Regions from separate parts of the Mus musculus genome. Here all the other regions are linked to region 3. A link is a contact called in public promoter capture Hi-C data. All regions are on one chromosome and are shown on one strand. The core of a region is the stretch at or near the end of the contact, and the rest is flanking DNA. Distances in the headings are between cores, read along the strand shown. Region 1 holds the start of Hbs1l (Hbs1-like (S. cerevisiae)). Region 2 holds the start of 4930455C13Rik (RIKEN cDNA 4930455C13 gene). Region 3 holds the start of Sgk1 (serum/glucocorticoid regulated kinase 1).

Region 1 (3,705 bases), core at 1,105-3,604, 590 kb after region 3:
TCTAACGGACAGAGGTAGCCAGTTTTCTAGGGCATGCAGGCAGCAGGAACAACATGCTTAAAGGCCAAGACCAAGGGCTGTGGCAAAGAAAATTTGTGTGACTGCTTTAACTGGATAAAAACATGTAAGATTAAATTAAATCAGAATGTAATCCCAAATTTAAATTTCACTCATAACCCCAAAACATACATCTTTAGATATTATAAATCACTTTTGCTAGTTCGGTGAACCTCAAGCATGACAATATACAAATATGAAGAGAACTCTTCCCGTGGTCTTCCTAAAGTGCTTCACTTCTTCAACAAAACATTGGAGGGATTTACTACACGTAAGGTATCCCACCACGCCTGAAGCAGACATACAATTAAAGGCTGTTAAACTATGGGAGAGAGTCTGCAAACATAGCTCGGCTGCTCTCCCTTTATGCACAGTCCTAGGTTCCAACAGCACTGTATAAACCAGGCCTGCCAGCCCATCATCTGGTACTTGGGAGACAGAATCAGAGGCAGAAAGATTATGTTCATCACCCTTGGCTATACCGCGATGACAAGTCCAACAGGGGCTACATGAAACTGTCTCAAAACAAAAACCTATAGATAGAGGCAGTCCTGAAAAGTACTTGGAATTAAACGGTAAAGTAACGCAGGTGTTACACAGAGGAGCCAACAGGTTTTTTGTCCACAGACTAACTCTAATGAAATTAGAATACTTTTGTGAAGTTTTAATTACTGAAAGCCCAAAAGGAAGCCTAACTGGGAAGAAGAAAATGGAAAATGAACTTTTATGAACAGGAAGGGAGGAACATCCCAAGACAGGCTACGCTTGCTTATGATGTCACTGATTGTTACAAAGGAATCAAACCTGACCTCAGGTAGCCAAGGTAAGAAGGTATTCGGCACTCAGAGGCTACACAGAAATCCCAGCCCTTCCCTTCTAATTTAGACCCTCTCTTTTGCATCGTTTCTATATTACTGTCATCACACTGTGGAATCTCTCATGCTTTAACCAGCTGTTACTGTAAACAGTCCTCATGTGTTAAGCAGTACCCTTAAATAGTCAATTATCACTGGCTGAGGAAATATATTGGTAATAAATGTCCCTTATTTCACAGCTACACAATCTCTTCCAGACTAAAGTCATTTCTTAGTGGTAGTGGTCCACCAGGCCTTTTATACAGACACTATGTATTCTTACAGTGAATGCCTGCCAAGTAAGATATTCCAGGCAGACTGGGTCAAAGTCTCCAGATGCAGCCCAGGTTGTTGGTTGGTCAAACCTGTTGAGGACACTGAAGCTCACAATCCCCCCAAAGGGGGTGTTAATAACAACCGCCTGCGTAAACATTGCATCTTCTCCATTTTAAAAAGCAGCAGGTCTTTAGGATTCTTGCATCACTTTACATTTGTGTTTATTTTTAGCTTCTGTGATGCTAAATGATGCTTATTATCATCCACTCAATGCCAACAAACTGCGAGTCCCTTTTTCATGACCTCCCCGCTGGTGTTATTTTTCCATTTCCTTTTTAAAATCAATCTACATTAAGCACTGTTTGCCAATAACTGAATTTATACACCTGAACATCAGCAAATCGACCCAATTTCTTGAGCCCTTTTAAACAAGAATCTTTTCTGTTTCTCACGTCCCCAGTTTTGAAATCCGTTGGAAAAAAATGGAGCAGTCAAAAACGCAGGGACACGGGGACAACGAAATAAATCTGACGTTTGTAGTAGGCCGGCCGCAGGTAAGCGCTAAGCCAGCCTCTTTTCTAACTACGGCCTCGTGGGCTTGTCTGAAGGAGGGCTTATGAGACAGACGTCAGGAACTCATTGCGGGATCCCCGCAGGAAACAGGGAAAGAAGAGGTGACGCTTGGATACGAACAGCATCGGATCCCGACCTCGCCACACCTATGGGCCCTGGAGATGCTACACCCCTGCCCGGTCGGTGAACTAGCTCAGCTAGGAGGCAGACAACACGCCGGCTTCCTCCCCGGGTGTTCCTCTCAGGTCCTGCTCGCTCTCCGCCCGCTCCCTCTCCGCCGAAGATCCCATTGCGAGCGTGGCTCCGGGGTCCATGCTCGATTCCAGGGAGATGTAAAGCGGCCATGGAGACAGCTGGAAGAGCTAAGGTCACGGCCGGCGCGGCCTTACCACCCACCTTCATCGTAGTTATATCCCCGGACGTTCCGATGCCGGGCCATCGCGCACAGACGGCGCCTGCCGCCGTCCCTTCCAGAAAAACTCGGCTCAGAAACCGACGAGGCGCAGACCGCGGGCGGAACACCTCTGCCGCGCCATCTTGTCTTCCGCCAGGCCTCTGCGCCGAGCGTCCGCGCATGCGCGACGTCATACCTGCGCACTTGGCGACGGCAAGCTCTCGGGGTCACTGCGGGCCTCCCGGGAACGCGTGCGCGCTCGCGAACTGGCGGGGGGGGGGGGGGGGCGAGGTCCCGCCCACAAGCGAATTGACTGACGTGGACTTCAAGGCCAGAAATGAAGCAACCAGAGGGTTGTTGAGCGGGATCCTTCACCTACACCGGTTTTCAGGATTATTTCCCAACTTTGGTTTTTGATCATCTGAAAAGCTGCCTATTTCGCTCAGTAAAAACAAGGACTTTGTTTCAGCTTTTAAGCCTTAGTAAACACTATAGGCAATCAATAAACGTGTAAATTTGGCATAATAATTAGTCCAAGCTGTAGAGGGAACTTTTTGAATGAGTAATTTTAGCTTTGAAATGTAGCCACACTGGGTCAATATGCTTCGCATGTAACTCATGGCTTCAGGTATGGGCTCCATATTAAATTCATTAACAGCTCTGGTAAACAACTGTCTGACCTTAGCTTTGTAAAATATTTCATTAGCACGAATTAATTAAGAAGGAAGCCTTAGACATTGATTGAATACATAAATATGTGAACTTGCTAAGGGTGTTTAGTACAGCTTTTCAGACACAGAACTAGCCTTGGGTGCTTATGATGTAATAATAACACATAAATCTATAACCTGTTATTAAACATCCTTGTTTCATACAACATAAGGCTAATAATGCTGTGTAAAAAACATCAACCTTATTATCACACTGAACAAACCATTTTATTGTAGCTTGTGCTTTCAATGCCAAGACCTGGAATCAAAGGCGAATGTCTAACACCACCTTACTCAGCTTTTCTAATCCACAACAATGAGGATAACACAAATTAAATCCATATTTGTAAAGGGCTCAGATTTGAGTTCTGACTGACTACCCAATGGTGTTCTTAACTCACAATGTTTCATATGGCTCCAAGGCAAAACTTTATAGACAAAAAAAAAAAAAAGTAGATGCTAATTTTATGATTTTTAAGTGTTTTATTTTATACCTTTAAATAATTTCCACATTGCAGCCTATTTCTTTGTAAGTGAAGATATTATCTTATACATTATCAAATTCATAAATAATATTTGCCCATGTAAGAGGACTTAGCACAGGACATTAAGTGCTAAAGAGTACTAAATGTGCTGGACCTGGTGGCTCAATTCCTTTAATCTTGGTACTCTGTAGACAGGGACAGGAGGACCAGGAATTCAAGGTCATCCTTGGCTACACAGGGAGTTCCAGGCCAACCAGCACTGTTGAGACCCTGTCTCAACGTCACGTACATAAAACTTAAAAACCAGGGTCAGCTTCTATCCCACTGTAAACGTGAATGCTGTTAATTACAAGTCA
Region 2 (3,697 bases), core at 267-2,766, 540 kb after region 3:
ACAGGATCAGGTTACACAAAGGAAATAAAAGCTGTATACTTTGATAGTCTGTTTGTTAGACCGGTGGGAATTACTTGGGCTTCACTGTTTCTCAGTGAATTGACAGGTTAAGCTTTTGTGTAAGGGTAGGAAGCAGGGTCATAATAATATACAGAGAAAAAGCTATATAAGGGAGAAATACCATGAGGATACAAACACCCAGCTATGAGAAGCACTAGACTCATGCAACCTGGGTTAGCGAACTGCCTTACACATAATGGAGACAGGGACTGCAGGAAAATGAACTCATGCAGAGAAAAGTCTGCAAACGCACATATACTCTCTAATCATAATCAGATTAAAGACTTGAGAGATGTTTCGACCGTTAACTTAGGATTCTGACACCCTGTGCGTGTTGGTCATTATTTTAACTTAGTTGTTCTGTATCTTACATAGACAGAGTTTGCTTCTCCGCGTCTGATAGCCTTAAATGTGATATACGTCTATGCTTTAAATTACCTCAGAAGAGGTAACTGGCCAGAGATACGCGAGTATCTTCATCCTTCTGCTAGAATCCACCTAAACTAGCACTAAGCCCCGAGAGACACTGAAAGAATAACTGACAAGATAGATTCAATTGTTTCTTTCTGGACTGTGAGTGTGTGTCTCATGAGAATGGAATTGTGAGCCTGTAGTCTGGACCTGCTGGGCAGTTCCTTTAAAACCTGGTGCAAGACTGAGTCAGATCCGACTTTAACAACCGGATATGCCGAGGGAGCAACAACTGCCAACTCCACTGGCTCACAGCAAGACCCACTCAGGGAGCCTCACCGTCCAGCACTGCTGTCTGCCGGTGCTCCTCCTTGTTGGGTTTGGGATAAATATTCTCTTAACCTTCTTCTCACAGAATAAAGTATGACAAACAAAAGGAATTCTGAACGTCTCGCTGATGCATTTATGTGTTACACATTCAACTTCCAGTGCCCACTTATTTTAAAGACTAAAAGCGTTGAAACATAGCGGCTACCTTTCCCTTTCTTCTCCAGTTTCATCCAAGACCCACGCATATGCAAATGAAGCCTTGCCAGCCTTTTTAGATTCTTGCTCATACTTATGCATAGTTCTTTTGTTTACATTACCCAGAAGATAAAGCATATGGCCCATCAGAGTACTTTTCCCAGCATCAACATGACCTAAGGAAAATTGATTCAGGGTTAATACTAGGTACATTTCAGATGCTCACATTGAGGCATTGCAACACTAATTCAACAGCGTGCGTCAGTATTTAGTATAACAAACACCAATTTCTATCAAGGTTAAAACACCTAAATGGGGGAGGGGGTGAGGACTGCACACACAGTTTTAGAGAGGGCAAAGTTTCCCTTTTTTGGGGGGGGAGATGCATCCCATTTTCAAAATGTTCACTACATAAAACTGCCACAAGCTAAGTCCGATGATGCCCTCCTTGGTAACGCGGCCCCATTGCACCCTGGGTGACCAGAATGCATTATGATGCAATGCCTCTTTGCTTTATTTAAGCCTACACTGCTCCAAGAGGCTGGGCGCCTCCTGCCGCGGTCCTGCTAACCCGGCGGGCAGAACAAGGGCATACCAATGACCACTAAGTTGAGGAGCTGCTTCCCGCCCTGCCGCTTTTCCAATTCCGCTTTCACGTCTATCTGCTGCCTCAGCTTGCCAGACTTTCTCACTGGTGTCGGAGTGGAGCCCAGCTCTTCTGATGTTTGAAGGGAAGGAGGTGGGAGGGCAGATTTTGGAGTGCCGGTCTCAGGAATGTTAGGAGAAGCTACGCTCACATCATCACCAGGAGGCCCTTTGTGAGGAGCGCGCACACTGAGTCCATTTTCCTCAGAAGTTAAGCTGCAGAAAGATGAGAAAAACTGTGAGAAAGTCATTTCAGACACTGCCCAACTGAGTCAGGGGGCAGGGGTATCTCTTGGCAACCCCTGATATTCTGGGTCTCAGGTCTGTCAAGCTGGAAAAGAGAAGTGACCAGAGCCAATCCACACAAACGAACACTGGGAACCCTAGGTGTCTACTAAACATGAAGACTCCGCCCTGGCAGACAGCAGGCAGCAACGCTGCTGCATCCTAAGAGGTAAACACAGCTTTAAACTTTCAAATGTCTCTAAGATCTAAAAATGCCCATTCTGGGCCCAGGCCTACACCCACTGCTAGAACGGCAAGAATAAATTGGTAACAATGTTTCAGACACTTTGTCATATAATTTTATGATCTTAATTAACTTGATTTCTTATTTCTAAACGACCTTTCCAAAAGTGGAACCATCTGTTTATAAATCTAAAGGAGTAATCTCCTTGACTTGGACACTAAGACTTACCAGACTGTGTACTGACTATCTGTCCTGCACTTGATGTCTCAATCAGTTCTACTTACATGTCTAGAGGTAGAGTTACAATTCTCAGTATTAGTAAAGCAGACTGTGCTCTAAGCAATGAGTTACCTCTTACACATGTACATGGAGAGAAATGAATTGCCAGCGTGTATTTTACATTCTCTCATCCAAGTTCTAGCTTAGTTTAGCTTCCACAGTCAGTCAGAATCAGGAATGTGTATTTGTGATGTTATGGCCAGGACTGGGTGTATATGCAATGGTATAGCCAAAAATGAATTTTTGGATCAAATGGGCTTTCAAGAAAACTCAACACATTATAAATGTGATTTCTTGAACTCTTGGTAGCTTTTGTTTTCACATGTGTGTGTAGGTCGAAGAACAGCTAAAGGGTGTTGGTGGTTCTCTTCTTCCACCAGGTGGTTACTGGGAATCACAGGCAGCAAGGCTTCTAGCAAACACGGCTACCGTCTCCCTGGGCCATCCGCATGGTCATTGTTTAGGGTCTATCATTCTGAGAAAGCATGGCTGTTATATGCTTTTCTGTTATATATGTCTGGACTCTTTCTGAGACAGAATGTAGTGAGTCACTGGCTGACCTGACACTCAGGACATAGTCAGCCTAGAACGCATGGTGACCTGCCTGCCTCAGCCTCTAGAGCACTGGTGTGGCGGGGGTGTGCCTGCTAGGTCTGCCCTTCATACTTGACTTAATCCGAAAAGTAATTTGCTCATTTAAAAGTCAGAAAAAGGGCAGGGTGTGGTGGTTCATGCCTTTAATCCCAGCACTTGGGAGGCAGAGGCAGAGGCAGAGGCAGGCGGATTTCTAAGTTCAAGACCAGCCTGGTCTACAAAGTGAGTTCCAGAACAGCCAGGGCTACACAGAGAAACCCTGTCTCAGAAAACAAACAAACAAACAAACAAACAAAAACCAAAAACAAAACAAAAAGTCAGAAAAAAGTTGAACTCAGGTTAAACAACCTATACATTTTAGTTTTTCATGTTCCATTATTCAAGAAATATTTGTCCAGTGTTATTCGTGTGTCCATGTCTGTCTGCTTATGTTTTTAAGGCAGTTTCATTATGTAGCCAAAGCTGGTCTAAAACTTAGGCTCCCCTGCCACAACCTCTAGAGTATTAGGATCGCAACTGTGTAGAATGCCCAACTTCAGTATTATATATTGTGTGCTGTCAGACTACCAGAAACCTCTAATAAATTATCTGTATGTTAAATGATATTTCAAATCATTTGATCTGAGAGGATCCTGTTAATCGGAAACACTGTGACTAAAAGCCTGAAATTAAAAAAAAAAAAAAAGAACTAGAATACATTGTAATATATCTGAC
Region 3 (3,791 bases), core at 1,106-3,605:
CAGATGTCAAGCTGGGATTTCTAGTAGTATATTTTGATGGCAAAGAAAATAAGAAACTATTATAATAAATAAACAGTATGTAACTGACACTTGGTTGACTGACAATATATAGCTGAAAGGGTTCTAAACTCCCCAGGGACTGTGAACGTAGTTCACTGTTTGGGGATGGGGCTTGTGGGGGAGGGGTGACTTGCATGCTTGAGGCCCAGCACTGTAAAACAAAATACCCTTAATAGCACCAAATAAATTAGTTAAGATAGGCATAAGCTCATAAGCCTAAACCTATAGTTCCAATACACAAGAAACTGAGGCAGGAGGATCATTTCAGCCCAGGCATTCAAGACAGCTTGGTCAATGTAGCTAGAGAAAAAAAAAAAAAAAAAAAAAAAAAACAGCAAACTTTGGCTAGTTAGTTAGAAGGAAGTAAAGAATTTAAGGACTAAATAAAAGGGTGCTTCCCTTGGAAAAGTATCTTTTGACTACAGGGGAGACCTTAGTAGTGCGGGAGGACCAAGAAGCTGGGCTGACTTGCAGACTCTACTGGGGAAAGACCTCTCAACTGACACTGGCTGCAGGAGTTAGCGTTACTCAGATTTAGTGCGTATCGTTTGCATTTGGCCATAGATTTGGGGATCTCTAAGCCAGGATGTGAGAGAGCTCCTGCTGGCGCTTGCAGACTGCTGGTTTGCAGACCTGCCTTTCCAGCTTGACCCTTCAGTGCTAGGAGGCCGTCCAGCCCAGCCTGTAATTCATTACGTTCTGTTGCCTTTTCGGCACACACAGACGCGGCCTGAATGAAGGGAAGGGTGAATGAATGGAAGGAAGCAGCTGGATAGGACCGCCCCGGGCACTAAATAGGACGGCACAACTGGGGCTACAGGAGCCTCCTATTGCTTAAGAGACACTCCCCATAAGGATGTCAATGATCAGTCTTCCAACAACCACTCATTTCTGAGTCCCCACTCATGTATAAATTTGCAGAGCCACAGACCTCCAGTGTGGCCATTGCAATGAACTGAGTTTATCTGTGAAACAGAGAAAGGTCTATTCATTTACAGCCCTATGACATTACTAACATTATGAATGAAAGGAATTTAAACAAATGTATACAGCAAATGTACATAGCAGCAGAACCCTCCCCGCACGCCCCCCCCCCCAATCATAGTTTGGGCTATAAAACAGGCTATCCCTTATTCTTTTGGTAAGGGCACGTGTGCTAGGCAAAATTGAGGCAACTTGAAATAGAGGGTTTGAGATGTTGGGAGTCCATCATTTCTGTCAAAGGTCACTCTGGTCCTTTCCTGTTTACCCCAAAGATAGAGATAGTGGCAGAATGGATTTGAGGAGCCAAAGCTGCTTCTAACAATTGAAGACGAAAATGCAGCAGCCCTTGAGACGGAGGGAAGGTGTGGCAAAGTTGAACCCTTCAAAGATAAGAGCGAGAGAGCTACTTAATTAGCCCAGACTAAATTGCTTCTTATTAACTGCACTCGGGCCAGCTGTCTTTGAAACTGCCTTGTAATCCTGGGCATGGCTTTGATTGAGAAATCTCAGTTCCCATCTTAAACCCATTTGAAGGCATCTCGGCCCAACCCCCTTCTTCCAATGCAACTCCTCTGAGCCCCCCCTTTCCATCAACATCTCCCCTACCCACCCCCCAACAAATATGAATCTCAGCAGGGCCAGCGCTCACCTTGACCACTGACACCAGAAGCTCTGCTTTCACGAAGGGCTCAGTAACAAAACCCGAGGCTTACCCTAGGCAAGCCTCCAAAAGCATTTGAGAGAAGCAGCGTAGAAAACAAAAGCAACAACCACAACCTGGGCTTACCCGTTTCTTAAAAAATTGGAACGCTGAGCATTTCTTGACCGGGAATCCATTCATGTCTTTGTTTACCATCTTCCACAGAAGGGACTTCACAGTTATAGATCCAGGGTGGCACCGGCTTGGTTTACTGCATCTGTATCCCGATCCGCCTTCCTGGAGACGGTGAATGAAGACCGAACGGGATGGAGAGGCTAACGGGGCTCAGTTTTTCACTCGCTCATCCTGCTGCGGCAGCGACTGCAGTAACTCGCCCCACTTTCAGAGGCCACTGGCAATGGCTTTTCTCTTTCCATCATTGCTTTGAAACGTAAGCATCACCACAACAGGACCCCGGGGCCGGATGGCGGGATACAGCAAATCTATCCAGAGATGCTCTGGCGGGCGCTCAGGCGAGAGCAGGGTACCGTCCCCGCCCCCAGCTACCGAGCTGCTCCCGGGCTGAGCGGGGAGCGAGCGACTCGCTCTGCTCCAGGTGATGCGCTGCTGGAGGCTGCTGGAGGAGAGCTGTTTTTGATTGTGTAGGTTCCAGTGGGAGCTGTAGTTAAGCAGCTGGGGGAAGGAGTAAGAAAGAGCTGAAGCCGGAGGGAGGGAAGGAGGAAGGGAGAGAGCCTCCTCAGAAAGGTAAATGGAAAGAGAAAGCAAGGCAGGAAGGAGCAAGGATGCATGCATGCATATGTGAGTAAGATCAGAGGATGGTCAGGAGACACAGAAAACACAGAACAACGGATTCCCTTGGGAGGGTTCTTTGAATTGGTTTTTCTTTGCAACAATGTGGTAACCAGAGTAAAATGCAGACCCAATAATGTAATTCTCAATGAAGTTCTTCAGATTCCGGTTCTGATACCAAGCCCCGGAGGCAGGGGGTGGGGGGCATCAAACGTGTTCCTGCCCTATGAAACCTTGAAAAATAAAATAATGTGCCTACACATGTGTAGCAGTGAATGGTCTCTTACTCTGTAGGGTCCTCGGATGCCCTTCCTTCCGCTGTGACATTAGAAGGAACAACTGGGGAGGTAAGCCCACCCTTTTCAACAGAGAAGCCGGCAGTAAGAGAAAATCAATGAACAGAAACAAAGTGTGCAAAACCAATAGGCAGAACCTTGCCCAGACCTTCACCAAAAATTCGTGCTGAATCCATTCAATGCTAAGGGAGTCACAGGAAGCAAGGACGAGTCTTTTTACATGCCCCAACTTATCCTGAACCTCTGCAAAGTGAATTCATTTAACAAAAACATTTAATTATGCGTAGCTCGTTTCCACTTGTGCTCTTTGATGCTGATATTTTATGAGTTTTGTTTTGTTTTTTAAATAGGATTTATAGCAAAAAGGTTTGGGGTCCCTGTTAGCATGTGGTTTTGATCAGCTACTTCACCTCCGGCTGTACTTTGGTCTATGAGATAGACATACACGATCACTCACTCACTCACTCATTCATTCACTCATTCATTAATTCAGCCACTCAATCACTTGTTTGACATCTCATTCTATTCAAATATAGCATTCAAATCCAAAACCAGTAAGCGTTCACTGGTAGGAAATACACTAGAACTATCCTTAAAAATAATTGTTGATTGAGTGCTTGCATGAAACCATGAGTTTAATCCTCAGGACCACAAAACAAGCAAACAAACAAAAGAAAAAACAAAACAGCGACAGACACTGTGGCAACATGGGATTAGAACCCCTGCAGTTGGGAGGTTAAAGGTAGGAGGATCAGAAATGCAAGCTTATCCTCAGAGTTTGAGGCCAGACTAGAATTCATGGGATCCTAGCCAGAAACAACACCCAAACAGAACAATAACAACAACAAAACCCACATTGTTACACCATTTATATGGGAAACGTGGATTAACTGGGGAAGAGGTGCCTGAGTTCCTTTAGAGTATGAGTTTCTATGAGGTGAGATATGGATGAAGTTGTACAAGACACAAGGATACATTATGTAATCTACAGCTTCAGTAGG

Evidence for each region. Promoter capture Hi-C pulls out the DNA fragments that hold promoters and counts their contacts.
Region 1: a promoter capture Hi-C map of liver shows a contact between it and region 3, with 2.1 times the contacts expected there. The contact joins the promoter of Hbs1l here to the promoter of Sgk1 in region 3. A contact is called at or near these places in 5 of 39 promoter capture datasets (embryonic stem cells, hippocampal neurons, liver and 1 more) and 1 of 9 other capture datasets (liver).
Region 2: a promoter capture Hi-C map of embryonic stem cells shows a contact between it and region 3, with 5 times the contacts expected there. The contact joins the promoter of 4930455C13Rik here to the promoter of Sgk1 in region 3. A contact is called at or near these places in 1 of 39 promoter capture datasets (embryonic stem cells), 1 of 115 datasets of contacts at active chromatin or transcription factors (embryonic stem cells) and 1 of 9 other capture datasets (adipose tissue).

The regions. Positions count from the first base shown.
Region 1 is chr10:21,294,628-21,298,332 of GRCm38.p6, reverse strand. It overlaps Hbs1l (Hbs1-like (S. cerevisiae)), which reads right to left and starts at 2,354. Exons shown (of 18, transcript NM_019702.2): 1 at 2,157-2,354. The coding sequence starts at 2,199.
Region 2 is chr10:21,339,874-21,343,570 of GRCm38.p6, reverse strand. It overlaps 4930455C13Rik (RIKEN cDNA 4930455C13 gene), which reads left to right and starts at 1,516. Exons shown (of 4, transcript NR_045352.1): 1 at 1,516-2,095. Hbs1l (Hbs1-like (S. cerevisiae)) reads right to left here. Exons shown (of 18, transcript NM_019702.2): 6 at 1,592-1,857; 7 at 1,007-1,172.
Region 3 is chr10:21,880,748-21,884,538 of GRCm38.p6, reverse strand. Sgk1 (serum/glucocorticoid regulated kinase 1) reads right to left here and starts at 2,355. Exons shown (of 14, transcript NM_001161845.2): 1 at 1,832-2,355. The coding sequence starts at 1,900. It overlaps Gm46215 (a long non-coding RNA gene), which reads left to right and starts at 2,261. Exons shown (of 3, transcript XR_001779732.1): 1 at 2,261-2,346; 2 at 2,789-2,841.